Linked DNA regions of Mus musculus: regions 2, 3 and 4 are each linked to region 1. Evidence: chromatin contacts called from public HiChIP or PLAC-seq and promoter capture Hi-C data. All regions are on one chromosome and are shown on one strand. The core of a region is the stretch at or near the end of the contact, and the rest is flanking DNA. Distances in the headings are between cores, read along the strand shown. Region 1 holds the start of Tert (telomerase reverse transcriptase). Region 2 has its middle 20 kb from the start of Lpcat1. Region 3 overlaps Nkd2 (naked cuticle 2). Region 4 overlaps Slc12a7 (solute carrier family 12, member 7).

Region 1 (2,724 bases), core at 82-2,581:
AAAGATGATCTCCACCAGTCTCCTGGCCCCAGTCAAGTTAGGCTGGAGGTTGCTGAGTAGGAATGAGGGGTTTAGACGCTCTTGGCCATCTCCCCTGGAGTAAAGGAAATGTCTGGTCTCAATAAATGGCCTGAGCTGAAAGGCATTTTGGCGGGGTGGTGACAGCAGAGATGTGGAGCTGGGCTTGTGTTTACAGCACACCGACCCAGAGAGACTCAGGTCAGACACCTTTCCTTTAGAAGACAAATCTTTCTCTGCAGTAGGCACCTCGGGGGACCGAGCAGGACTTGGCACCCATGATTTGCCTGATGGGGTTGGTAGCACCTGCCTGTGGGGTCCCTCCTCCACTCTCGGGACAGGATAGCATCTGGCCTTCTTAGCTGAAGGCACACTTGTACTGGTGAGACTCAGATGCCTCTTTGTACCTCGAGATGGCAAGGCCAGGGGTTTCGGTGCTTCCTGGCGACTACTGCTCTTGATCTGTTGTAAGAACCTAAGGTTAGTGAAATTCCTGCCCACGGGTCGGGTGGGCCTGTAACTAGCGGACACAGAGGGCCAGATATCCGTGGTGGCACAAATTTGGTACAGGGGAGACCCACACACCTGGTAGGCACAGCTGGGGGGCACCAGAAGATAAAGAGCACAGTGTGCCAGCAGGTAGACCAGCAGGTCGTCGCCCACTCGGCTCAACAGTAGCATCCATGCACCACTGACACGCAGGGTCTCAATAACAGTGTTGGGCAAGTAGCTACGCACGCTACTAGTGAAGGCCATGGGAGGCCCGCCTCTGGCCTCGTTAAGCAGCTCAAAGCCAAAAGCCAGCACGTTTCTCTCGTTGCGCTCGCAGAGTCTCTGCACAACCCTGGCCACCAGCTCTTTCAGGGATGACACCTGGTAAGGAGAAGAGGGTCTTGACACATGAGCTAGACGCACTATCCCACGTCCTCCCGGCTTTCCGCCCCTGACCCATGGGGATCCCGCCTGGAGGCCCACCTGGTGGAAGGAAAGGTCGGCAGGTGGAGGCTGTGAGCCCCAGTGCATGCACACTAGGCATTGGGCAACCAAAGTGCGGTAGATCTTCGGGTCCCCGGGTTGCACAAGCCGCCTGCCCTCGGGCCCCAGGCGCCGCACAAAGGTTGCCAGCGGCCACACCTCCCGGTATCGGCTGCGCAGCAGAGAGCGCACCGCGGGGCAACGAGGAGCGCGGGTCATTGTGCTCAAGGCCGGGATGGGCCTCCCACGTGCGGGAACCAAGATGCAAGGGTGTGCTTAGAAAACAGCCAGGACCCAGGCCACTGAGAGTCCACGACGAAAAAGATGAGGCTGGGAACGGAGGAAGGGGCGGGATTCAGGCGGACCAAGCGTTGTAGCGGAAGGGGCGGGGTCGCAGCAATAGTACTTTTCCGTTGATGGTCACAATGCTGGTGCATGAGGACCAGGTGTGTTCCCCGGCCAAGTTCAGTGGTTGCTGGATGTGTTGGAGTAACGAAAGGGGGCGCACTCATGCAGGATTTCCCTCTACAGAATGCTTCTCGGGCTTCCTTTTCGCCCTGAGCTGGGAATCCCCAGGTGGTCTAGACTGGGGCGAGGTTTGGGCAAGCAAAGAAGCCTATCCTTGATGTATTGAAGGTTAGGTAGGCGGAGGGACCTAAGGTTTTGCCTGTTCCTGAGCTGACTGCTCCAGCCTGCTGTGGTTGACACAGACAGTGAGGTGGGTGGTGGCAATCTCAGTTCTTAATGATTACAGCTGAAATTCTACTATATAGGTTAAGGCTTTATTGTGGTGCGACCATACACTCAGATCCCAAATATGTTCCGTAAACACCCACCACCAAAGGAAGGGGACTAGGTAAAAGCCCTGCGTTAGCTTTTTTCACTGTTCCAGTGGCCTTCACCTCAGAGTCCAGAGCATCATCTCAACTCACGCACCCATAGCAAGGCCAGGGCCATTGGGTGAGGGCGCTTGCCTGTGCACACAGCCAAAGCGGCGACCTCGACCTTAGGATGGCAGCTCTGCTAGGTTGGCAACTGTGATAGTACTTGCACGTGTGAGGCGGGGGTAGGATAGGGGTGGGGGTTGTTGTTGGGGCATATGTAATGACACGACTCTGAGCCATAGTTAGAGAGGGGCTGCTGAATTTTGAATCTCTGGGAAATAGGGAATCTGTGATCTCTACTGTAGCTGAGTTTGGCAAACACTGAAATGCTAACAAATATAACCTTTGGTGCCTTCAGCTTTCTGAGGAAATTGCTTCTATCCACCGACCTAGCATTTGAACAGGCGCGTTTTCATATTTACTCCCTTATAGGAGGTCTGCCGCCTTGTAAATGCTCAGGATTACAGGAGCTATTTTAGAAGTCCGTTTAGTGGACATCAGTCTTTTTGAGGGGTTTGTTTGAGATTTGCTTAGTTCTGCTACTTAGGAGATATGGGCCTGAACTGAGAAATTTATGCCAACAATGAAGCTACCTTAGTGTAGTTCCCCAAAGAAACCAGCATAGAAAACAGTCTCAAAAATAAGAATATCGCGGGGCATGGTGGTGCACACTTGTAAGCTACCTTAGTGTAGTTCCCCAAAGAAACCAGCATAGAAAACAGTCTCAAAAATAAGAATATCGCGGGGCATGGTGGTGCACACTTGTAAGCTACTCTTGGGAAGTAGAGGCAGGATGAGAAGGCATTCAAAACCAGGCCAGCTACATGCTGAAATTTAGGTCCACTTG
Region 2 (2,744 bases), core at 135-2,634, 180 kb after region 1:
GTTCCCTTTCCCTTTTCCAGCTATGTCTTGGGTTTGTTCTTATTTGTGGGTACCTCCTATTGGTAAGAAAATACCTGGTTAGGGACAAGGGACTTGAGGCTGGATTGGGGTATGTGACAGCTGTGAGATGCTGAAAAAGAATTACAAGTATTTAAGAACTTGAATAACCTAGCTGATTGAACATCTGACTTTTAGTCTGAGAGTCAGGGTTCATGTCCCTGTTTGCTTACTTGGTGGAGAGGGTTGGATAGATACGAGATATCTGTGTCTATGAATGAAATCCTCAAAAAAGGGAGGGTGCTTTACAAGTATTTAATGAAGCAATGGTTTCATTTTTTTAATATCAGCTTTTGCAGCCCCATCTTATACTTGACTGTCACACTGCTGTCCTAACATAGCCTTCCACGGGCAGAACATTTTCACAGTCTGTCGGGACTATAGCTCATGGCCAAGCTTTCTCCCTTCAGAACAAAGCTGATGGGATTTGGCATCTCCATGTGGCCTGAGTATCTGGTGGTGTCAGCACCTCCATGATAGGCAGGTTTTCATGGGTCTGATAATGTCAGCAAAGGCTTATTTCTGACTGAGGCTTGGCACTGAATTTCTTAGCTAAAAGCTTTTTGGAAGAGTAGGATTTTATCTTAATTACTCCATTCAGCTTTGTGTGTGTGTGTGTGTGTGTGTGTGTGTGTGTGTGTGTGTGTGTGTGTGAGAGAGAGAGAGAGAGAGAGAGAGAGAGAGAGAGAGAGAGAGAGAAGGGCAAGTCTTAGGTTCTCATTTATAATCTTAGGTTTCAGTTGTAATCTGAATGTAATTTCTAGGCAGGCAACCTCAATAACCACAGCCTGATGTCAGAGTTATTCTGGAAAATCGGACTTCATTCAAGAAGTTGGAACTTCATGAACAGCTGCCCTGCTTTCCCACCACGGCTGGGCAGTGATGCAGCCCCAACAGCACACACAGATCCTTCTATCCCCGGCTGGGCACCGGCCAAACCTCTCGCCTATGGAGCAAAATCACTCAGAGCCAGAGCCAGCTCTGCTCTGGAAATCTCAGTACAACAAAAGCCCTCTGTCCCTGGCCTGACCAGTGTCGGACAGGGAGATTCCTACCCCCTCCATGGCCTGTGGGTAGTGAATTCATAGACTGGGGCCTGGGGAGAAAGTGCCGTAATCAGGTCAGTCTGCTGGGCAGTATGTGTTCTACTTCTAGATCAGCAGGTCAAGGGGACACCCCTGAATCTGTGGATCTCAAAGTTGCTGGACCCTAACAAGCTTCTCTGGCTATTCAAGACACCCCTTTTCCTTTACCCCTGAAGTGTGTGTGCCCAGCCAGCTCTCTTTCTCAAGCAAATATTGGCTCAAGTCACACCCCTCTGCCATTGAGGCTAGAGCGGCCCCCACCGCTCCCAAGTCGGACATGAATGCTCCATCTGTGGAGGTGTCCTTTGCAGTTCCAGGCCCTGTTTTATTTGGCTAGGAACCTGAGCTGTTTGGATGATTCCCTGGCATGAAAGCCAGTGAAAACTGCAAGATTTCCTGACGCCCACAGCAGTGGTGTGGGGGAGGGGGCCAGTAAGGCTCTGGCTGACCTGAAGACTGAGCCTATGGGACCCAATAGGCCATTTGTTGGCCACACTTTTTTTTTTTTAAACCTAATTGCTACTTTTATAGTGCAAGGCAGTCAAGTGTGCAACATGGGATATGAGACAGATTTGCACCTGAGATGGATAGAATATTCTCCATGCAGGGCCACACAGGTCACTTCTTGAAGTAGAAAAAGGGCTGGAGGCTTCATATAACCGGAGTTGGTGAGCGTTGGATTCATAGTAGGCTTGTTTAGATAATTTCTGTGGGTATTTGGGTGGAGATATCTGCTAGCCCACTGATAGGGCAACACAGGGTGGGACCTTTTTTCCCCTGGGACCTCTGACTTCTATAGAACTGTGGGGCAAGTGGACCATGCCACCAGACAGAAGAACTGGTTAGGTTGAGCAGGCTCAGACCTCAGGGACTCTCAGAATTGAAAAAAATGCAATTGTGGAGCCAGCTCCCTATCAAACTACCTGATCTAGAGCACTAACCCTGACATCCTACTGAGAGGACCATGACAATCTGTCAGATAGCATAGAAACCTGGAGTTCTCCATGCTAATGAGGTATCTAGATAGGCCCCAAGTGTTTAGCCAATGAGCTTCCATTCCTGGGAATGCCTTCCTATAAAAGGTATTTAATCCTTGGTTTAACCCGAGTAAGGTGCATGCATACATTCACATCTGCCATCAAATTAAACAGTTTGGACAAACAAGGACCCTTTCCTTCATCAAGGATCAACACTGGGTTAGGGGGCAGGGTAAAGAGACAGGCCTAAATCTTCCAGAGAAGTCCTTCCCTCTTTTAGCACTCACTTGGAACCAAACTGGGTTCCACCCCTCCCCCCAATCTGGGCTCAGCCTTCCCCTTTTTGCCTGGCATGTAGATACCCTAAAGAGAAGTGTGGACCTGCAGACCCCTGTTTCCAACTCCCAACAGTCCGTACCCCAGTGGCGTCTGGATACACAGGAGATTGGGAACCACAGTCCCCGTCTCAGACTCCGTTATTTTCTACCTGGGGAAACACAGCCTGGGACCCCTATTGTGGACTGTGATCCGCCTCCTTTGAGCAACAAGGCAGACACAGCCCAGCATAGAACAGGAAGCTCCTGGTCAAGGGGAGCTTCAGCATCGCTTTAGGGGTGCAGAGCCT
Region 3 (2,934 bases), core at 373-2,872, 200 kb before region 1:
CCCTTGCTCCTCTCTCTTGACATCGACTTGAGTCTTCGACCCTCTCCGTGGTACCTACCACCAGCGTTGGTTTCCCCGCATATCTGTGTTTTGTCAGCAGCAGCTTTCAACCCCTGGGTCTGTAATCAGACCTAGGAGCTGTCAGCCACAGCACCCGAGGTACCTCCAGGATGAAGCTGAGCCCCTTGAGGTTCATGTCTTTGAACCTAGTTTCCATACTTCATAGGATCTGGAGCTGAAGCTCCGTGAGTTACTCTGACTTCAAAGAAAAAAAAAGAGAGAGAAAGAGAGAGAGAGCCCCAAGGTTTTTAGAAATTACTAAATTTCATACCTTATGTTCAGCTGGGACAAGCTGGTCCCTGTCTCTCTTAAGCTCAGGCCTCCAGTCGCAGGACATGTCACTATGCATTGCAGACAAAAAAAGTTTCGTAGAGCCAGGACGGATTCCTTGCACTTCATTACAATCAGACCCTTTGAGCCTTCATTCCGGCTGTGGGTTATTTGATCAGTGAATGAATGAGGACCGTCTCCTCCTTTCTCATTATGTTAGTCCTGGCCGTCCTGAAGCTTGCTAAGTAGGCCAGGCTGGCCTCGAACTCACAGAGATCCCTTGCCCCTCTGTCTCCCAGATGCTAGAATTAAAGGCACATGCTGCCATATGTGGGTAGCTAATATTTTTAATAATTAGGAGGTTTTCTCATTAAGATGATCTCTAGCGTAATCCCTGAAGTGACATCCTAAGATTAACAAGCTATGTATGCATCTTATTCATAATGGTTCCCATGAGTTAGGAGGCCCAGAGAGAGGAAGACTATGTATGTTCTTAGATGTCAATATGAGCAGGAGTGTCCCCTACTTCCTGGCCCTAGTCACTCAACTTGGCCATTTGGTTTTCTGTAAGGGTTCCTCAAATGCTGTATTTCCTACAACTGCTGCACAGCCAAAACAAACAAAGACAGACAGACAAACACCTAGAGAGGAGCCCCTCTCTCTTCCCCATGTTGCACTTTGGGTTAGTCCTAAGGCTATCCTGGCTTCTCCTTTCAGGAGACGAACACTTGGGGTTTGTCCTCCCCCAAGCCTCACACAGCAAATACTGCCCCGAATACTGCTGTATTATCCCCGTCTCTGTCCCACGTACCTGAGCATTTCTGCTATTCCTTCTCACATACTGCAGAGCAGTCAGCCTGTCCATTCAGGCGTGGGGGCTTCATGGTTATTTTCTTATTTGCTGCGAGAGACAGAATGTTCCCCCTACCTTATCCCAAAGGCATCAGGTTTTTAAATATGCTCTGTCATTCCATGCTCTGGGTTTGAATGAGACCTATGTCTGCCAGACACCATCCCATGTGATCCACAGGGAGGAATGGGGTAGGGGCTAGTGACCACCCTGTAGTCCCTGACAAGTGAGAATGTGTCAAAGTGTACCTGGGATACTTTTTCCGGATGAGATATAAAATTGAGGAGTCTTATCTTCCTCCTGTCCCCAGCTACCAACCCAAGGGCTCATCTGGCCCATGTAATCCCCAGGGACGTTGCCAGACGAATGAATCTTAGCTCAACTTCCCATCTCCTTGAGGGTTTGAAACTTTGAAGCCACCTGGAGTCAAACAGAAATGCCAGGAAACAACTGGTGGGAAATGCTCCCCGGGGCCCTGAGTGCTGGGCTGGGGGCTGCGAGCTCTCCTGTCCCGAAGGGCCCTTTGATTGCAGATGGCTTCCGTGGCACGTTTTATATTTCCTTTCTTGTAGCCTTTGCTTCTGCGGGTTATTCACGAGAACCATGTGAGCTTTTGTTCTGCAGAGTCTCTTGGCTGAAATGTTGCCTGGATGTGTTTGAAGTCCTTCCCGTTTTCCCATAACTTGTCTTGGGATCAGCTGTGGGCTAAGGATGTTTCTTGGCAGTCATCCCTGCTCCTCAGCCCAGCCCTGAAGGAGGCCGTGGCCCCTTTGCTGCTCCAGTGAATGCCACCCTGGGTACCATGGGGGGGGGTCAGTTTTGGTGGAAAGCTTTGCAAGCTAGGCCAGGAACAGAGTGACAACACATAAGGGTTCTTGGATTAGAGGCTTCTATACATGTGGGTTGGCAGTGTTGGGACTGAGCCCTGGGAGATCCTAAGTCTCGCTTGAAAGTGGGTTTTGCTTCCAGGCAATGAGGCCAAGTCCTAGAAATGACTCTAGCACACAACATTTGTACATTCTGCTGTGTGAAGCTGGAAGGAGCTGGTGGTCTAGGTGGGCCCACAGATCACGCCGAGAAGGCCTCTTAGAGGCCTGATGCTGGTTTCTATTGAGGTCTCAGGCTCAGGCTTATTTGTTGTCCTCCTCTGCTCTTCTCAGTCTAGAGTTCGTAATCCTATGTTGCCATGTTGTTTTCCAGGAGCTGCTCAATGGAGACCCTAAGGAGGGGCCTTTCTGGGACGACAAGGGTTCCCTAGAAGGTAAGTCTAGCTCTTTACCCCGAGCCTAGGACTCACACCACAAAACCCTCAACACTGGCATACAACTGAGATCAGTTGCTTCCTAGTCGCAAGAGAAGCTAGTTCTTTAGTAAGCAGAGACCTGTTACCTGAGATTCCTTACCAAGCAGGCAGCTCGGATATGTCCACAGGAGAAGCAAAATATTGAGCCACAGGGTCCCTGTACAGTGGTTTGTGTATGTAGTTCTGGGACTGAGTGGGGAGGTTGGGTTGCATGGACTGGTGCTCTTGAATTTTGAGCTAATGTCATGGCCACTTGCTGCACCAGTTGTGGAGTGGTGGAGTGGTCCTAAATCTGTGACTTGAACCCTGCTTGAGTCACTATCATATGTGTGTATCTTTGGTGGAGTTAGCCCCACACAGAGAAGTGATGAGTTCTTACCGGCTTCTAGTTAGTAGGTGCACTAGCCTATAGATCCCCCTTCAGACATCTGCTGAAGCCCAGAGGGACTCC
Region 4 (2,700 bases), core at 161-2,660, 180 kb before region 1:
TACAGGATGCTAAGACACATGCCAGGGACAACATGCCCTTCGTCCCTACAGTGAGGCAGCCCCACACATATTCTTCTGGTGTGTCTGAAGACACCTACAGTGTACTCATACAAATAAAAATCAATAAATCTTTTAAAAAGAATAAGCATCCAACACTCATGGGCCATGCTTCATGGACCGACTTTAACAGCCTTTGAGGGAATGGAATGCTCCAGTAAGGGCTATCAGACAAGCCACCATGTCAGTCTCCACACCTGTCCACTCCCGTCATTCCATCACTATGTCAGGCATCTACCAGGACAGCTCTTCCCTCCCCAGAGCTGCTTAGGGACAATGGAGAGAGAGATTGTACGCTACGACTCAGGACACACCATTCACGAGTCAACAGCCTAGGGATGCTGTCCTTCTACAGCAGGCAGCCTACTAGGTCCTGTTGGGTGCAGGGTATCTGATGGTACCTAGAGGAACAGCCCTACTAGACTTCACACTTATGTGGACGGTGACCCTCATGCCTTTGCGCTCGCTCTCCCTTTTAGATCAGGAAGACCATGTGGTCACCGTCAGGCAAACGTTTTTCCACATCTCTTGGTAATAAGCACAGAGAGGAGTCCGTTTCGGTGTGGCCTGTGACGAGGTCCAGACTTGTTGATGCTTACAACTTTGGAGACTGCAGTGCAACGAATGTAGTTGCGTGGGAGGGAGATGTGTTTGGGGAACGAGGACAGTGACGGGTTGAATGGTGTTCCCAAGAGGGGTTCGTTTTGACCGTGCTACAGCCAAAATGGGGAAACATGGCCTTATTTGGAAAAAGTATCCTAACTGTTCAATGGGACCCTGAACTCAGTAACAAGTAACTCAGACAAGACGGAGGAAAGAGAGATCTGAGAAGGAAGGCAGCCATGTGGAGACAGGCTAAGCCTAGGAATGCCTGGAGCCCCCCCCCCCCCCAGCAAAGCCAGAAGAGGGAGAAAGTGATTTGAGCCCACTCTGCCCATACCTCAAATTTAGACTTCACCTAGTCTAGGTTTGCTCCACTGGTCACAAGACTCACTATTCTCCCTCCTTTGCCTGATTTCGACTGCCTCCTATATTGGTCCCACAATGACTGCCCTGCACTACAGTTCCACAACTAAAGCTGTACTGACAATACACACGGTTCCCAGCCATCCTTTCACCTCTACCCTTGCTTTGTGTTCACCTCCACCAACCACCAGCCAGCCATCTAGGGTAGACCAGGCTCACAAGAGGAACATGTTCCACTTATAGAATTCTGCGTAATTCAGAAACAATCTAAACACACTGTCCTAAAAGGGGAACATGCCAGTGATTGAGAGGCAGCCCAGGCGGGAGGCGTGGTCACAGGGACACAGCTGCTCCCAGGCAGGAAGGACAGTGCCCATGATGGGGGTTTCATAGGAGAAGTACTGGAGAGGCTGACTCAGCTCGATGGCATGTGTGTGGCAGGGCTACTCTGTCCTCCTATGGGCTGAAGCTGGCTAAAGGTCACAGCACAGAGGAACACTGCGGAGGACTGACCAGAAGGATATGCCTACCGTACACGGTACCTACACACCCCTGCCCTGGCTTTGTGATGCCTGTGTCCCTGACAAAGGCTGCAACATTGCTTTCCCCAGGCTAGACCCAAAGAGCTGGAGCTGGATCTTAGTTTTTGCCTTACTGCTAGAGAATCGCCTGCCCAGCCTAAGGTTTTAGAGGACAGAGCCCTGACCAGGCAGGAATCTGGTCCAGATAAGAAGTTGGCACATCTGCCAAAGCCACTGTGGGCAGGGAAACCTCACAGAAGAGGAAGACAGGACCCTTAGTTAGGGAAGGATAGGGTGACTCAAACCCTCAAGCCCTTTCATGCAAATGCTGCAGTAGAGGGAAAGTGATATTAACCCTGACATAGTAAGGAAATGCCCAGAACAAGCTTCTTACACAAGCTCTGATCACTTAAAATGAATGGCTTTCCCAAACTGTCTTCGTTTAATATTACTACTGATAGTCCGACTAAAGGGCAGAGCTCCATCAGGCAGGAGGGGCAGGTGGACCCTTGGGCAGCTCCTTCTGGCTTTTGCTGATCAATAAAAATGACTAATTCCAATGCTAAACCTTTCCTATGGGTACCAGGAGAGGCGAATACTTGGCTTCTGTTTCTCAACACATGTTCCTGATTCAGATTCTTTAGAACCTTCTGCCTAAAAGCAAATAGAGATTAAAATCATCCAACCAGGGTTTGAGTGTGGCTCAGTGGCTGAGTGAGCACTTGTCTAGCACATATGGGGTCCTGGGTCCCACCCCAGCACTACAGAATATAAATTAATCTAACAGACATACATGAGATAGCCACAGGAACTCTTTGGTTTTTGTTTGTTTGTTTGATTGATTGATTGATTGATTGATTGATTGATTGATTTTTGAGACAGGGTTTCTCTGTGTAGCCCTGGCTGTCCTGGAACTCACTTTGTAGACCAGGCTGGCCTCGAACTCAGAAATTCACCTACCTCTGCCTCCCAAGTGCTGGGATTAAAGGCATGTACCACCACGCCCGGCCACAGATACTCTTCTCATTTCTTATCAGAATGGAGATTGAAACCAGAGTCAGAGGGTCCCCAGCAGGCACTCACTTCAACACAAATACCTTTCCCCATGTTCTGCCAGTGACATCAGATAACAAACAAGAGTCCATGCACACCCTTC

What was found. Promoter capture Hi-C pulls out the DNA fragments that hold promoters and counts their contacts. HiChIP or PLAC-seq counts read pairs in DNA pulled down with a chosen protein or histone mark.
Region 2: a promoter capture Hi-C map of stem cell-derived epiblast-like cells shows a contact between it and region 1, with 2.4 times the contacts expected there. The contact joins the enhancer-like site here to the promoter of Tert in region 1. A contact is called at or near these places in 18 of 39 promoter capture datasets (the 3T3-L1 cell line, 3T3-L1-derived adipocytes, the C10 cell line and 11 more), 1 of 15 datasets of contacts at CTCF or cohesin (large pre-B cells), 7 of 484 Hi-C or Micro-C datasets (the AML12 cell line, ECoMG myeloid progenitors, the P5424 cell line and 4 more), 8 of 115 datasets of contacts at active chromatin or transcription factors (bone marrow-derived macrophages, embryonic fibroblasts, embryonic stem cells and 2 more) and 3 of 9 other capture datasets (adipose tissue, liver and pancreatic islet).
Region 3: a contact with region 1 is called in a promoter capture Hi-C map of pre-B cells, with 5 times the contacts expected there. The contact joins the enhancer-like site here to the promoter of Tert in region 1. A contact is called at or near these places in 13 of 39 promoter capture datasets (the 3T3-L1 cell line, 3T3-L1-derived adipocytes, the C10 cell line and 7 more), 2 of 484 Hi-C or Micro-C datasets (Th2 cells and myocytes), 2 of 115 datasets of contacts at active chromatin or transcription factors (embryonic stem cells and large pre-B cells) and 4 of 9 other capture datasets (adipose tissue, embryonic stem cells, liver and 1 more).
Region 4: a FOXA1 HiChIP or PLAC-seq map of pancreatic cancer cells shows a contact between it and region 1. The contact joins the enhancer-like site here to the promoter of Tert in region 1. A contact is called at or near these places in 9 of 39 promoter capture datasets (the 3T3-L1 cell line, the C10 cell line, HPC-7-derived erythroid cells and 4 more), 3 of 484 Hi-C or Micro-C datasets (all in embryonic stem cells), 1 of 115 datasets of contacts at active chromatin or transcription factors (pancreatic cancer cells) and 3 of 9 other capture datasets (adipose tissue, liver and pancreatic islet).

What each region holds. Positions count from the first base shown.
Region 1 is chr13:73,625,518-73,628,241 of GRCm38.p6, reverse strand. Tert (telomerase reverse transcriptase) reads right to left here and starts at 1,331. Exons shown (of 16, transcript NM_009354.2): 1 at 994-1,331; 2 at 1-891. The coding sequence starts at 1,212. RefSeq lists enhancers at 1,392-1,412, 1,553-1,572 and a promoter at 1,242-2,724.
Region 2 is chr13:73,445,416-73,448,159 of GRCm38.p6, reverse strand. No RefSeq gene overlaps it. Among named protein-coding and RNA genes, the nearest start is that of Lpcat1, 20 kb to the left of the region's middle. Within about 2 kb of position 1,384, at least 89 of the 459 cell types and tissues checked have an H3K27ac peak or open chromatin away from gene starts, as enhancers often do. A contact at or near this core is called in bone marrow-derived macrophages, cortical neurons, microglia and 1 more, where this site is marked.
Region 3 is chr13:73,826,384-73,829,317 of GRCm38.p6, reverse strand. It overlaps Nkd2 (naked cuticle 2), which reads left to right. Exons shown (of 10, transcript NM_028186.5): 4 at 2,381-2,441. Among named protein-coding and RNA genes, the nearest start is that of Gm30303, 20 kb to the left of the region's middle. Within about 2 kb of position 1,622, at least 4 of the 459 cell types and tissues checked have an H3K27ac peak or open chromatin away from gene starts, as enhancers often do. A contact at or near this core is called in pre-B cells, where this site is marked.
Region 4 is chr13:73,802,686-73,805,385 of GRCm38.p6, reverse strand. All of the region lies in intron 17 of Slc12a7 (solute carrier family 12, member 7), which reads right to left. Among named protein-coding and RNA genes, the nearest start is that of Slc12a7, 40 kb to the right of the region's middle. Within about 2 kb of position 1,410, at least 114 of the 459 cell types and tissues checked have an H3K27ac peak or open chromatin away from gene starts, as enhancers often do. A contact at or near this core is called in the SN4741 cell line, adipose tissue and pancreatic cancer cells, where this site is marked.